5 separate regions of the Mus musculus genome follow, and regions 1, 2, 3 and 4 are each linked to region 5. The links are chromatin contacts, called in public Hi-C, HiChIP or PLAC-seq and promoter capture Hi-C maps. All regions are on one chromosome and are shown on one strand. The core of a region is the stretch at or near the end of the contact, and the rest is flanking DNA. Distances in the headings are between cores, read along the strand shown. Region 1 has its middle 70 kb from the start of Gm40909. Region 2 has its middle 44 kb from the start of Gm40909. Region 3 holds the start of 4930447K03Rik (RIKEN cDNA 4930447K03 gene). Region 4 overlaps 4930447K03Rik (RIKEN cDNA 4930447K03 gene). Region 5 holds the start of Slc22a23 (solute carrier family 22, member 23).

The links. Promoter capture Hi-C pulls out the DNA fragments that hold promoters and counts their contacts. Hi-C and Micro-C count contacts between places; a contact is called where the count stands out from the background. HiChIP or PLAC-seq counts read pairs in DNA pulled down with a chosen protein or histone mark.
Region 1: a contact with region 5 is called in a Hi-C map of cortical neurons, with 2.9 times the contacts expected there. The contact joins the enhancer-like site here to the promoter of Slc22a23 in region 5. A contact is called at or near these places in 3 of 39 promoter capture datasets (hippocampal neurons, liver and neutrophils), 1 of 15 datasets of contacts at CTCF or cohesin (the NIH/3T3 cell line), 2 of 484 Hi-C or Micro-C datasets (both in cortical neurons), 6 of 115 datasets of contacts at active chromatin or transcription factors (SST interneurons, embryonic forebrain, embryonic midbrain and 3 more) and 1 of 9 other capture datasets (adipose tissue).
Region 2: a Hi-C map of liver shows a contact between it and region 5, with 2.5 times the contacts expected there. The contact joins the enhancer-like site here to the promoter of Slc22a23 in region 5. A contact is called at or near these places in 5 of 39 promoter capture datasets (the 3T3-L1 cell line, 3T3-L1-derived adipocytes, cranial neural crest and 2 more), 1 of 15 datasets of contacts at CTCF or cohesin (the NIH/3T3 cell line), 2 of 484 Hi-C or Micro-C datasets (both in liver), 2 of 115 datasets of contacts at active chromatin or transcription factors (embryonic midbrain and embryonic stem cells) and 1 of 9 other capture datasets (adipose tissue).
Region 3: a contact with region 5 is called in an HNF4G HiChIP or PLAC-seq map of pancreatic cancer cells. The contact joins the promoter of 4930447K03Rik here to the promoter of Slc22a23 in region 5. A contact is called at or near these places in 5 of 39 promoter capture datasets (the HPC-7 cell line, cranial neural crest, hematopoietic stem and progenitor cells and 1 more) and 2 of 115 datasets of contacts at active chromatin or transcription factors (pancreatic cancer cells and stem cell-derived neural progenitor cells).
Region 4: a promoter capture Hi-C map of embryonic stem cells shows a contact between it and region 5. The contact joins the enhancer-like site here to the promoter of Slc22a23 in region 5. A contact is called at or near these places in 3 of 39 promoter capture datasets (embryonic stem cells, fetal liver and liver) and 3 of 115 datasets of contacts at active chromatin or transcription factors (embryonic stem cells, pancreatic cancer cells and stem cell-derived neural progenitor cells).

The regions. Positions count from the first base shown.
Region 1 is chr13:34,574,854-34,577,637 of GRCm38.p6, forward strand. No RefSeq gene overlaps it. Among named protein-coding and RNA genes, the nearest start is that of Gm40909, 70 kb to the left of the region's middle. Within about 2 kb of position 1,273, at least 38 of the 459 cell types and tissues checked have an H3K27ac peak or open chromatin away from gene starts, as enhancers often do. A contact at or near this core is called in SST interneurons, cortical neurons, embryonic forebrain and 1 more, where this site is marked.
Region 2 is chr13:34,548,962-34,551,661 of GRCm38.p6, forward strand. No RefSeq gene overlaps it. Among named protein-coding and RNA genes, the nearest start is that of Gm40909, 44 kb to the left of the region's middle. Within about 2 kb of position 1,355, at least 4 of the 459 cell types and tissues checked have an H3K27ac peak or open chromatin away from gene starts, as enhancers often do. A contact at or near this core is called in liver, where this site is marked.
Region 3 is chr13:34,111,797-34,114,545 of GRCm38.p6, forward strand. 4930447K03Rik (RIKEN cDNA 4930447K03 gene) reads right to left here and starts at 1,476. Exons shown (of 5, transcript NR_046184.1): 1 at 1,398-1,476.
Region 4 is chr13:34,094,791-34,097,590 of GRCm38.p6, forward strand. 4930447K03Rik (RIKEN cDNA 4930447K03 gene) reads right to left here. Exons shown (of 5, transcript NR_046184.1): 3 at 440-665. Among named protein-coding and RNA genes, the nearest start is that of 4930447K03Rik, 17 kb to the right of the region's middle. Within about 2 kb of position 1,486, at least 141 of the 459 cell types and tissues checked have an H3K27ac peak or open chromatin away from gene starts, as enhancers often do. A contact at or near this core is called in embryonic stem cells and stem cell-derived neural progenitor cells, where this site is marked.
Region 5 is chr13:34,343,781-34,346,480 of GRCm38.p6, forward strand. It overlaps Slc22a23 (solute carrier family 22, member 23), which reads right to left and starts at 1,438. Exons shown (of 10, transcript NM_001382849.1): 1 at 379-1,438. The coding sequence starts at 1,017.

The DNA.
Region 1 (2,784 bases), core at 23-2,522, 230 kb after region 5:
TAGGGAACCTGAGAGGAGAGGTAGCTATGCTGGATATCACATTGGATCTTTGTGGATTGAGAGGGGGGGGAAAGCAAGAAAATTTCACTTCCATGAAGTGACTGGACCTTTAACAGGATTAAAAGGTAAATTAAGTAAATGAATTCAAGGAACTTATCTCCACCAAACCGTGTGTGTGTGTGTGTGTGTGTGTGTTACTGAGGGTTGCCTGTAGGACCTTGCACATAAAATAACATCAGCTTTATTTCATGAAATCTTTCGAGGTTATCCAGGCTGGCCTAGAACATTTCCCTCCCTCCCTCCCTCCCTCCCTCCCTCCCTCCCTCCCTCCCTCCCTCCCTCCCTCCCTCCCTCTTGAAAGGGCCTGATGCAAGCTCAGGGGAGTTAGCCACATGGACTGTGTTTTCTGCTCTCACTGGATCTGATCCTACAATGACACACAAGCCAGCCACTCAGGACATGGTTAATGAGCATGTGCCCTGTGCCAGGCAAGCCAAGACCAAGCAAGCCAAGTCAAAACTCAAGGAGACACAAGGTTGATGACAGGGAAATAGCACAGTGAGAGCTAGGGAGATCTCCTGAACAAAGTGAATATTACGTTACTTGCTGCATAACAAATTACTCCCACACACATTAGCAACTTAATAAACAAGAGCATTTCTTATCTCCTGCTTTCTGAGTGTCAGGATCCTAAGGCAGTTTGGTTATAGAGTGGCTCTGGCTCAGTGTTGCTAAGGAAGCTGAAGTTAAACAGATGGCCAGCTAGAAGATCTGCTGCCAAGCTCACTTAAACCACAGCTGGAATCCTCAGGTCTTCACAGACTTTTGTGCCAGAGACTTTAGTATATTGTTACATGAAGAGTCATTATGGCACACATCTAGCTTCTCATAGAGTGTGAACTGAAAGATAGACACCGTGGGCTTTTTAACAATTTAACCCTGGAAGGGATGTCCAATTGTTAGGACTGGTCACAAAGACAAACCCAAATAGAAATGAAGAAGGGGTAGCATGCAATGTGGGTGCCAGGATAGGGCCAGCTTAAAGAATAGCTAACAGAAAAATTGACTATGAGTGCATGTGTCATTCAGCCATAGCACTTGATTCAAATGTTTTCTGTATGAATGGAGACTTCATGTGACTAAATCTGACAGGGTCTTTTAAAAATATCACAATGGCTTTTAATGTGACACATTGCTGATAAGAGACAGGGTGAATATCGTCACTGTACATCACATTCACCCCCATTTGCTTATTTGCATGTCATAGATTTGTTCCACTAAGGCAGCTGCCTGGTTACCATGGCAACAGCTCAGAGGTAAATTTCCCTCAAGCACAAAGGCAATGTGAAGAGTAAAATTGAAGAGATTTGAAACAAAGAACAAAAAAAATTATCTTTGCTTGTGCAAATGAACCTGATAAATTTTAAATTATTCAATAAGACCCCAAAGGAGAGCCCCCCCAAGATGTTATGTATGGCTAAGAAATTATGTATGGCTTTATTTCAACTCAATAGAAATGTTTTAAAATCTTCCAATCTTACCAGAAAATACTTTTAAACATTCACAGAATATTATTATTTCATAAATTTGAATATGAAACTGGGTGTGGTGGGTAAATATAAGAGTGGAACATAGAAGGCAGAACTTGGCATGCGGAGATATGAGAAGGAATTGGCCCTAGATTAGCTGTCCAAAAATTATTTGGCTCACTGGTTACTGTGCAATGAGGCTTCAGCTAAGTCAGGGACACTCTTAGAGTCATGGCCACTTGCCCTTGATCTTTGCCCCAAAGTGGCTTTGATGATGCCAATCATGTATTTCGGGGCTTTCAAATGGAAGACTGCATGCCCTGAAAGACATAAGCAACCTCAGAGCAGCCCTCCCAACACTTTCTGCTTGTTCATCCATATTGAAAGAAAGAACAGGGATTGAACCATCCATGTGAAACCAGTTCATTACAAAATACTCTTACAATGAATGGGTATTTGACAGTTTTAGCAAACCTACATAGAAACCTCTTCCACATATCAGCTCAAGACTTTCCTGGAGCAATTGATTCTCTTGCTCCTTCCAAAGTTCTGTTATCAAGTAAGTAAGAAGGCAGCTATTCAGGATTGGTGATATAAACCAGTAATCCCAGCATTTCTGCTAAGTTGAGGGAGGAAGATCATGATTTGGGGGCTAGCCTGGGTTATATAGCAACATACAGCCTGCATCAGGAAAACAAAATGAACAAGGATGACTAACACTGCCTGACATGCTCATTAAAACTTCCAGCTATCCCTGACAGTTGATTGATTCTATTGTGACTTTTGTCCTTTATTGCTTTGTGTACTTTGAAGGTTGTTTTAAAAGTATGGAAACATTGCCCAGTTCTTCTTACAAAGTCACTGCTACCCAGACACCTAAGCCACCTAAAGACCCAACAAAGAAAGACAATTACAGCTGAATTTTCCTTATGAACATAAATGTGAAAATTCTCTATAAAATATTTTAAATCAAATCCAACAATACAGCGAAAAGATCATCCACCTCGATCAAGTAGGCTTCATTCTAGAGATACAGAGATGGTTCAACAAATGTAAATTGATAAATGCAATGTACCATATACATAGAATGAAAAATAAAAGCCACATGATCATCTCATCAGACACAGAAAAGGCCTTTAACAAAATCCAACACCCCTACATGATAAAAGTCCTGGAGAGATTAGAGAACTAGGGACATGTGTTAAAATAAAAACACAAACTTATAGCCGAAATGGAGACATAAACCTAAATGGAG
Region 2 (2,700 bases), core at 105-2,604, 210 kb after region 5:
CCCAACTGATAGCACTGCTTTGGGAGGTTTTGGAACCTTCAGGATATATGGCTTAGCTGACAGGACCTTGTCATGGTCGGCAGGGCTTGAAGGCTCCAGCCTGAGCTTTCTATTTCCTTGTCCAGCTGCCATGTGAGGGGCTCCATCTCACTCGCCCAACACTATGGAGATGCTCTGCTTTGCCACTTTCATGATGAACTGAACCAAAATAAATCTTTCCTTCGTATTGTCTGGTCCCTTGCCACTACGATAGGCAAGCAATACATTTTGCTTCTGGCAATCATGCACAATGGGCCAGTTCTCCACATATGTTCATAAACCCTGCCTAGGTAACTTATAAAGAAGTCTTCTATAAAGAATCATATCCCTTGAGCTACACGTCCTCATTCATCCAATACAAGCTACTCACTGGCTATGGGTCATTGGCTGCCTCCTACCCAATGTAGGAGATTAAATTGAGGGTCTCTCAAGCGCTGGTGAAGCACTCTACCCCTGAACTACACTCTCCATGTAGTAAAGCTCAACTGTACTATAGAAACTTGTGAGGCAGACTAGATGTGAAAACAAGAATGCTTTCAACAAGCATCATTGACTAGTTCTGTAGTTGGTATGATACAGAGAAATACAGAAGATATAATTGTAGCCCTCGGCAAGAGCATTGAATTCTGGCTTATCCCACAGCCTAGCTCCCTGTCTGAGTAGTTTTATGGTATCCTTGTTTGCTTTCTGTTTCTGTGATAAAACACTGGCCAAAAGCAACTTGGAGAAGAAAGGGCTTAATTAACTTACAGGTTACTGTCTACCATGGGGGAAAGCTAAAGCAGGAATTCAAGGCAGGAGTCTGGAAGCAGGAACTGAAGCAGAGACCCTGGAGGAACACTGCTTACTGGCTAGATTCTCATGGCTTGCTTAGCCTGCTTTCTTACACAACTCAGGCTCACCTGCCCACAAATGGCACCACATATAGTGGGCTGGGCTCTCCCACATCAATGAACAACCAACAAAACGCCTCTCAGATGTACCCAAAGCTAACCCTGAAGGAGACAATTCTTCAGTTGAGTTTCCCCCTTCCCTAGTGTGTCAAGTTGATAATTATGATAATTTAGAAATGAATAGAAACTTGGTTCATCTCCCTACTCAAATGGTTCATTTGTGGTTCTGTTTTGTGGCCATTCTACCTCTGCCTTATACTGAATTTATGACAAAAACATAGCCTTCCAGAGGCTGAAAAGAAAATGAAAATGCTTTGATACTTAAAAAGTGCACAGTTAAATGCACTTTTCCAAGACTGTATCTGACTCCCTGGGATATGACGCATACAAATGTATCCTCAGGTTTCTTCCCCTATTGGCATGTGACAGCTGTGGTTGGTCTTACAAATCTTGTCAAACAGTGGTTACAAAACCTGAGACACATTTATCTTATCTCCTGGACCAAAAAAAAAAAAAAAAAAAAAAAAAAAATCAATTCAGTGCTTGTTGGAGAAACTCCATTTTATTTGATATCAGGAAAGTGAGTGTTTCAGTCCACAAATTTTATTTCCTCCATCAAAGCATGCAAGGCAGAATCCTTGTGGGTGACTTTAAAACTAACATTCCCTTTGGGAAGGAGTTGGAGATCTTTGCTTTAGATAGAGAGAAAAGTTCGATCTTCAAGACCAGCCAACCTTCCAGGGCCTCTCCCTCCCATCCTAATGCAATCGTGTGTCTGTGTAGCACAGACAGCTGTTTACACAGATAATATTTACTCAGGGCAGAAGATCAAGAAGATTCCTTTCCTATCAGACATCTGGAAATGTACGCAAACTTACCAGCAATGTTTGCAGATCTTGCAGAGGTCTAAAACAAAATGTGGCGGGTCTTTTTGTTCTCAGTTGTTTCCCTTGCTCTCTGCTCTTAGCCCTTAGCTGACAGTGATGATCAAGCTACAGAATACAGAATTGTCATGCCTTCCATCAGGAATCTGAATACCAAAGACGCTTTCTTGGGATAGGCAGGGTCCAGCCTTACATGTGGTTGCATAACAGAAGGCAGGGGAGGGAAACAGCAATAGTAAAAGGTTTCTGAATGTGCAACAGTGAAAATTAGTTCCAAGTCAACTAACACAACGAACCCAAGATGTTTCTGATAGTGCTTGCCCATCTTGCATTATGTGACTTCACAGCCTCCTTGGTTCTTATGGCACAGCATATAGTCAATCCCAGGCCAGAAGTCTTCTACTGAAATTACAGCGGTTCTTCCTAGTTGAATGTTCCTGGCTTTCATTCTCTCCCATCCTTTCAAAGCACACCTATGATACAGATTCTCTCTTATGAATCAATTCTCTGAAGAAGCTGAATTTTTGGTAGTTGTGTTTTCAATAATAATTTTAGTATATTGCACTCTGTGTTTTTTATGCATTTCTTTTTATTAATTGGATAATTTCTTGTAATATTATTTTCTTTTTTAATATTTTTATTAGGTATTTTCCTCATTTACATTTCCAATGCTATCCCAAAAGTCCCCATACCCTCCCCCCAACTCCCCTACCCACCCACTCCCACTTTTTGGCCCTGGCGTTCCCCTGTACTGGGGCATATAAAGTTTGCAAGTCCAATGGGCCTCTCTTTCCAGTGATGGCCGACTAGGCCATCTTTCGATACATATGCAGCTAGAGTCAAGAGCTCTGGGGTACTGGTTAGTTCCTATTGTTGTTCCACCT
Region 3 (2,749 bases), core at 226-2,725, 230 kb before region 5:
AGCCACCACATTGGGAACTTATAATATGCACCCTGGAAGGCGTCTCAAATTGATTCCAAAAAGCATACAGACAGAGTTCTCCTTGTATGCAGCATTTGTCAAGTGGCAGGTATCAGTAAACATGGCTGAAGATGCTCAGTGGAGAAAGGCAAGGGAAAAAAAGGAAAGAATTTGTGGGCTTACTGGTGGGATAGCATCTGAAAACCATGGAGATGGGAAGGGCAGGAGCTTGACAGGTGCTGCCGCCCTTCAGTCACTTTCTTAATTCTGTCTTGACGTGTTAATGTTGCAAGAGGAAGGATTCACTGGGCTCTCTGCAGATGCCATGAGTCACAGCTGCCATGATATTCAGGAGTCTCCTTTTCAGGGGACAAGTGGCAGCCCCTGCCCCCCCCCCCCCAAGCTTGCTACAAGTCTAGGATTCCTGACTACTCCTCAGGACCACTGGATCAGAACGTGCATCTGATGGAGATTCCAGGTGATAAGCAGGCAATTGCCAAGACTAAGGAGCCAGATGTGGACTCAGAAGATCTAACCTGGGTCATGGCTCATCATAAGAAACAAGGACAAGAGGAAAGAGTTCAGGGTGTAGGGCATTGGGGTGCTGAAAACCCTGTATTCTCCATTTCCTTTGCTCAAGGCTTGGCAGTGGGATCACCTGATAGTAATCCATGGTTTTCTCCACAGAATTTCACAATTTCATATGATTCAACCTAATACTCTGGAGAGTGTCCAATGTGTGACTCATGCCTCCCACAGTTACAGCGTGGCACCGATGTAATCCTGTTCTTTGACCTGTATGCAGCTGCGGCTCCAGAGGAGACACTGGCAGAGGTGTGCCTTTCTGCTTAGGGAGTCAGACTCCTGTAATCCCTTTCACGTCATCAACAATGACAAGCCATAATAGTGTCATACACTGCTCATTTGTGTTCAACCTTATAATGACTGTACAACGATCATTTGAGATGTATAGGTGAAGAAATGAAACCACAGAGAGGTTGAGTAAGTTGCTCAAAGTCACACAACTTGGAAGCAAGAAGGCAGAGCAACTTGATGCCCTGAATATTTCACAGAATTTCTGAAGAAATGCCAGACTAAGGCCATGGAGACTTCCAAGATCATGTGCTACAGTTTGGATCTGGGATGTCCCACACAGGCCTTTTTGTTTAAGACATGATTCCCAGCTTGAAGAGGTAGAACCTGTAGGAGGAGGGACCCAGACCATTGGGGCTGTAATGGCTCTTGTTTAATTTTACTGAATCTGAAATACTTAGGAGACAATGGCTCTGGCCATGTCTCTGAGGGAGATTCCAGAGTTGTGTTTGGGGGTGGTGCTCCCCTCACTGTGGGTGACACAGCTGGGATACAAGCTCTGAGGGAAAATCAGTGATGCTTGCCTTTGTCTCTTGCAGAGGACTCCAGTCCTGTGGCTCCCACTGCCGCTGCCACCATTACCATCAGACTCTGACTTCTTTCGGCCTTCCATCCTGGAACGAATACCAATGACTCACCAGGAATCTGGAGCCTTTGGCTCCAGAATGGAATTGCTGTGGTATCTGAAAGTTCCAGAATCCACACAAGACACCCCAAGACCAAGTTCTTAGCACAAAGGAGATTTATTTGCCTCAGAGGGAGAAAGGGCAAGGAATAAGAGACAAAGACAGGAAATGAAGGATGAGGGAGAAGGGGAAGGACAGAGAGTGGGGGAAAAGATATTTGTCCCAGATTGACAAAGGACTGTCTCTGGATAGAGAGGAGACAGATATGGCCCACCTGAACATGGAAGTTTATAAGGGAAAAATGGGGGAAACCTGGTGCTAGGTGAGGTGTTTTGTTTTAATTTGGGTATGTTAATTAGGTGAACCAAAGGGAGCTTTTAATTTCTGGATTTCAATATTTTGATAGCTGGATCTTGGTAGTTAGCCTCAGACAGAAGGAGTGAGGGACCTTGGAGACTAGCTTCAAGAATATAATCTGTTTAGCAAGGTAAAGGAAATAGGGGAAAGGCAAGGTCTGACAGCCATGTTTGCCATTCTCAGGTCTGTGTTTGCCATGCTTGGGCCTGCTAGAGCCCTTCAGTATCCAGCTTTGTGCTCTGAATAGCCTCTCCTGCATACATACAGCCTTTGTCAGGTCACCAGAACCTTATTATGCAAGCCACATGCATCTATGTAGACATACACTCACATTCACCTATTCTAGTCTTCTAAAGAACCTTTGGCCAATACAGGGACCTACAGGGACCCTGGTACCCTGGGACCCTGGCTTCCCCCTCTTCTCTTGGCTTCCCAGCAACCAGGAGGTATACTTATTTACTTCCTTTTTTTTTTTTTTAACCATATTCGCTGGCCATGATGTGCTTGCTCTGTTGCCACAGTCCCAAAGTAACAGGACATAACCCAAAACCATGAACCCAAATAGTATTTCCTCTGTTCAGTCCGCCACATTCGGAATTTTGTCTCCATCGTGGAAAGCCAGCTGGTCCAGAGGCAGTGGAAGGCTCTGTTAGGATGACTTAGGGATGTGGAGATTGCTCAAAGGATAAAGTGCTTGTTGTATGTGGTAGTCTTGTCAAGTCGACACACTGTGGAAGGGAGGCCTGGTGAAGAACTGTTGAGATTGACAGTGACCTAGTTAGCATTAGCTGTGGATTTGACACAACCTGGAATCACTTGAAGAGTCTCAAGTAATTATCTCTGTCAGGTTGGTCTGTGGTGTGCCTCTGTGAGATTGCCTTGGTTTTTAAGAG
Region 4 (2,800 bases), core at 236-2,735, 250 kb before region 5:
GGGTGGTCTGTCATGGGGGCATCTATCACATCTTACAATCTAAGTACAGAGTGTAGTTTCTTTGAAATTAATTTTCTCAAGCCAGTTCCTTGCAGGGAAAGACAAAGATCTACACACAAAGAGTGGTGCAAACTAGAAGAAAGAGGGCTGAGGAAGTCAAGAACTGAATTGTGCAGCCCCTGTTGTGATATTTGCTATCCTAGGGAACTTTTCATAGATGCCCCGCATTGAGGCCTACAGTCCCTCTACTCCCTTTCCTCTGATCAGTCTTGGCCATCAAGGTGACAAAGGCCAGTCATCTCCTCTTTATCTGAAGACAACACTTCAGGTATACCCACTAGCTCCAGCTACCCACAGCTGGTGAAATGATAGCCTCATAGCCTGGAAGCAGAAGTCTGGTAGTCTAAACAACACCTGCTTTGCTCGTTAAACAACCGACCTGAAATTTTTAAGTCTTTTGCAGTGCATGTTGACTAAGAGCTCCTCCTTGTGAGACATGGTTCCCTGGCTGGGAGCTAAATTTGGGAGTGGCAGGGGTAGTCCAGCATTATCTGTACGTGGAGTCTGAATTCTCCTGTTAGCGCAGTGGTATTAAAAGTCTCGTTGCTCTTCCACAGACAGGTGGCTCCTGCTGTTTGTTGACTCCACATCCATTTCACTTGAGTCTGAATACAAGTAGAGGAAAATGAGTGACCTAACGAGAAACTTCAGCATACATCCCCACTATGTAGCTATGCTTATTCAAACAGAAAACAATAACTATATTTTTCAGAAGTGGTTAGACACATTTGCATCTCTAGTGATGTTTTGGTTTACAAACGATTGATAATCTAACACTGCACCATGAAACTTAAGTTTTTACTATCATGAAAGTTACAAAGATGAAGTTCTCACTACCAACCTATTTTCTTATCACATCCTGATTATTCAGCTGGTGCCTGTTAAGTGCAGCAAGCTGGCTGTGTGGGTGGGAGACAAGAGATGAAAGCCATGCCAAGTGTTTGCTAGGCTCAGTACCGGTTTTGATGCGAGAGAGAGAGAGAGAGAGAGAGAGAGAGAGAGAGAGAGAGAGAGAGAGAGAGAGAGAGAGAGAGAGAGAGAGAGAGAGAGAGAGAGAGAGAAAGGGGGAGGGGGAGGGGGATGGGGAAGGGGAAGGGGAGGGGGAAGGGGAAAGAGGGGGAGTGGGAGCGAGTAGAATATAACCTGTCTCCTTATGTGTGAAAAAAATTGGCTCAGAAGCGTTAAAGGAATGTTCCTCCCCACCCCTAGCATCACACAATACCAGAAAGAAAGGAAGAAAAAAATCAAAACAAAACAAAACAAAAACCAGTAATTGCATCTCCTGATGCTGATAGAGCTTTTTCTAGTTTCACATCCAAGCTGTTTCCTAGGCAACCAGCACCCAGCCTCCAGGACTGTCTGTCTGAACTCAGAAGAAGGGGGAATGCAGCCAATGTCTACTCACCCCCTCATTTCCTGCCTTAGTGATGATGCCACAGTCCTTTGTTGGGGTGTGAATGTGGCGAAAACAGAAAGCCCAGAAGCCTGATCGTGGGATTCCATTGCAAATGAGCTCTTTCCACTCACTGAAGGTCCAGATCCATTGAGAACCTTGCTTGTGAGAGCACTGAGCTCACTTCTATTTTTATTCACACCCTGGTTTTCCTTTTCTCTCCTTATTTTTGTGGGGGACCAAGAAGGAGTCCTCTTTATTCACATGACGTGGAACCCTTTGAAACCCATAAGAAAAGAAAGAGCACCCTCCACACCCATCACCCTGCCCATGGGAAAAGGCTCTGAAGTGTCCTTTCCAGTTCCCAGAGCAGGATGGGAACAGGGCTAACACGTCTCTGTGTCACATATCCTGTTTGGCCTTGTACCAGGTCTTTGCTTACTGTGCACTTCCTTAGTCAATCTGGGTCTCTGGAACTTAAGGAATTTGCCCTCCAGGTGTGTCGGAGGAAGAGGTAGCAGCCATCCATGCCATGACCACCTTCGCCTTTCTGCCTTCATTTATCCAAAGCATTTCCCTAGCTCACTACAGAGAACCAGAGACACACTTGCCCTCCTGATACCTACGTGAATGAAATTCAAACTTCTGCACATTGCTAAAATCCTTCACCCCTGGTAATATTCATAGGACCCATCTGGGAACCAGCATTACATCTTCACTTACCATTTCAGATATCAACTACTAGCTGCAGAGCAGCCACAGGTCATGGTCAAGAGGCAGGAACCTCACTGTGGTCCTGGCCCATTGGGATAGGGAGCAGTAAGCTCGGATCTGAGGTATGGAAAGCCATCTTCTGCCAGGACCTGGAGCTAGTCGGTGGAACTGACTGGCAAATTCTCCAGACTTGACATGGTATGCAGGCAGGCTTTGTGCTCTGGAAAGGGCAGTGCATGCAAGAATATACCAGTCAGAGAACACTCTGGTAGGCAGGCAGATGGGGAAAGAGGCCACGCATAAACAGGGTGGCATTCTTCTGGCTCCTTTGTCACCCAGGACAAAGAGTTGGCAGGCTTCCTCCTTTCCTTGGTGAACTCCCTCTGGCTGCCCTGCCCTGATGCATCCTAGCCAGGCGTTGACCCTGGATGCTGTAAGCCAGTCAGCTCACTTTCTTTGTCTAATTTGACCAGTTAAAGATGAGGAGACAGAGATCTACTCTATCATAAACATTTATAAGAGCTGAGCTCTCCTGGGGATAGTGGTACAAATTTCAGTTTTTGGCTCTTCCTACTTGTAAGGAGTTAGTTTGTCGTGTGTGTGTGTGTGTGTGTGTGTGTGTGTGTGTGTGTG
Region 5 (2,700 bases), core at 188-2,687:
CTAGATAGAGGAGAGGATTTGAACCTTTCGGGGGAGGGGAGCCCTTTCCATATGTGCACTGGGACAGGAGTTTGTGTGGATATTAGAAAAGGCTAAGTCGGTCTCTTTGAAGCGGATGCAGCGTCACGGGCACCGCAGAGGGCGGCAAAAAAGCCTTGGCTTCACATCCAAGTAAGAGCATCTCCTTTGAGGGACAGCCGGGAGCCCAGTCAATGCGGGGTTGTGCGTACACAGGCTAACATTTTGGGTTCCTCAACTGGGTAGGTTTGGACCTAAGTCTGCAGAGAATGAGAGATGGAGCACAGAGCAGAGGCGACCGAGGTCAGAAGAAAAAGGTTCACAAGAAGAACGCGGGGACGCGGCGGTCGTGGCCCTTACCTTGCTGACCACGTTTTGGATGAGACCAGTGCGGATGCCGTAGTCCCACGCGTGGCAGTCGCAATTTGAGTCGTTGTTCCCCTTGCCTGGAGGGGATGGGAGGGGTGGTGTGTCGCTGCTGTTGCTTCGGTTGCTCGTGGTCCCCCAGGAGGCAGTGGAGAAGGGGGTGGCCGAGGGGCTGGTCCAATTGCCCATGTCACCCCATCGGCCGGTGACAGTGGCACCCGCCAGCTCGGTGCCTTTGCCGGCCCCGCGGCACCAGAAATCGGGCTGGTCCAGAAGGAAGGAGTCCGAGAACTGGCTGAAGCCAATGAACAGTGCCGGGATCCAGGTGAGCACCACCAGGGTCTTCTGGTAGCCGCCGCCCAGGCCCCCGAGGAAGGGCAGCACGGAGCCATCGTAGTCCAGCAACAGGAGGCTCGGGGCGGCTGTCGCCGCGCAGCAGCTCGAGTGCGGGCCGCCGCTGGGGTGCAGCGCAGGCAGTGGCTGGATCTCCGCGCTGCTGCCGGAGCCCGCGCGCCCTCCGAGGGGCGCCGAGGCCGCCGCGTCCCCGGGCGGCAGGGAGCCGTTCTCCTCCGCCGGGGCCGGCTGCCGCCCGGCACCACTACCCGCCGCCTCACGCCGCCGGTCTATCGCCATGGCCAGGGCCCGCGGCTCCCGCAGAGGCGCATAGAGCGCGGCGGAGCTCGGCGGGCGCCCGGGCACAGCGCCGCCGCCGAGGAGGAGGGCCCGCGGCCGGAGAGAGTGCTCCGGGCCCGGCGAGTCAGGCCACCCCCATGTCACCCGCGCACCCCCGTGCCCTGGGCGCCGGGCAGAAACCGTTCGAGTCCTCAGCCGCCGCGGCTCATCCGCGCCGCGGCCCGGGCGCCCGCCTAGCTACGAGGCTCTCCGCTGATGCGCGCCGGCCGGGGAGGAGGAGGAGCCGGACCCGCGCCCTTGTCGCGACTCGGGGCCCTGCGGGCACCGGTGCGCGTTGTGCTGGGGCCGCCGGCGGCCGCGGGTTGGGAGATCCTCCACGGACTTCGGGCGCTCCCGGAAGCCGCAAGCTCGCAGCCAGCCTGCGGAGCCGGCCGCGCTCTCGGCTCACCGAGCCGGCCTCCGCCTCCCGCCCCGGCCCGCCCCCTCTCCCCCCGCCGAGGTGGAGGTAACCGCGGCACCTGCTGCGCCGCTCCTGCGCACGAGCGCCCCCTCCAGCCGGGCCGTGTCGCCACCGCCCGGACAGACGCAGGGGCGGGGAGAGGGACACCCGGGCCGCTGCAAGATCCCTGGTGGTCTCTGGGCGCGGGGGACGGGGGTCACCAAGGAGTCTGCACTGGCTGGGAGTGAGAGGACAGTGTCGTCTGCCAGTCTCAAGTCCCACAGCCGCAAGGGACCTCGCCCCGGGCACACCGGCTCTCCGTGACCTCTGTTCGTTTCCGAGGTGCCTGGCGGCTGGCACCCCACTCCTGGTCTTGAGCCCAAGGGTTGCCTGTCTTCCAGAACAACCTTCTGTTCTTCTTCCAGACTCAAATAAGGCAGCTTTTTATGGTCACGGAGCTGGGGCAAGGAGGCATGTTTGCCAATTTTAGGATGACAGCCCCTTACAACGCTGGGTCACACACGACCTACTGCAGCACCCGCCCCAAATCGCCATTTCTTTCTGTGCTCCAGAATGAATGTCAAATAAACACAACTCTAGAAGGCTAGACCTTCAACAGAAGCCACACACTCGATACAAACGTGAATGAGGGCGGCCTGCCCCACCCCCTCCCCAAGGTCTCGGAATCACAATTCCTATGCTCTGCGCACAGGCGCGCACACATCTACACCTCACAGGAGATCCAAATGCTCTTGGCACTCCAGACTCCAGAGCCAGCCTTGCCCAGCTAGCACTATATAAATAACACCAGCCCTGCGGCAAACGGCCGCATTAGCATATCTTCTCCTGCGTGCCAGGCCTGACACCAGTGAGAATTATGCGGCTTTCATCTTAGCCTCACTACATTCTCGAGACATTTCATATTCTGAGAAGTTTATTAATGGAATTAATGGAAATCTTAAATGGAGCAATCTATCTCTAGTCTTATTTAGCACAGGGGAAGGAAGCTCGCGTTCTTTTCCCAAAAGCATATCCTGCGAGTACATGTATGGAATGCGTTCTTTAAGCATCTCCGTTATTTTCTCAGCTGCATGTTGTATAATTTAGTGGGAGACTTTTTTTTTTTAAGCATGCAGCTCAATGTTCCAGTCAACATGTACTTACTGCTGAAATTCTGACACGTGGAGAGAACTATTTCTGAAGACTGCCAGAGAGCTGGACTTTGGGGAACCCAACTGTGAATT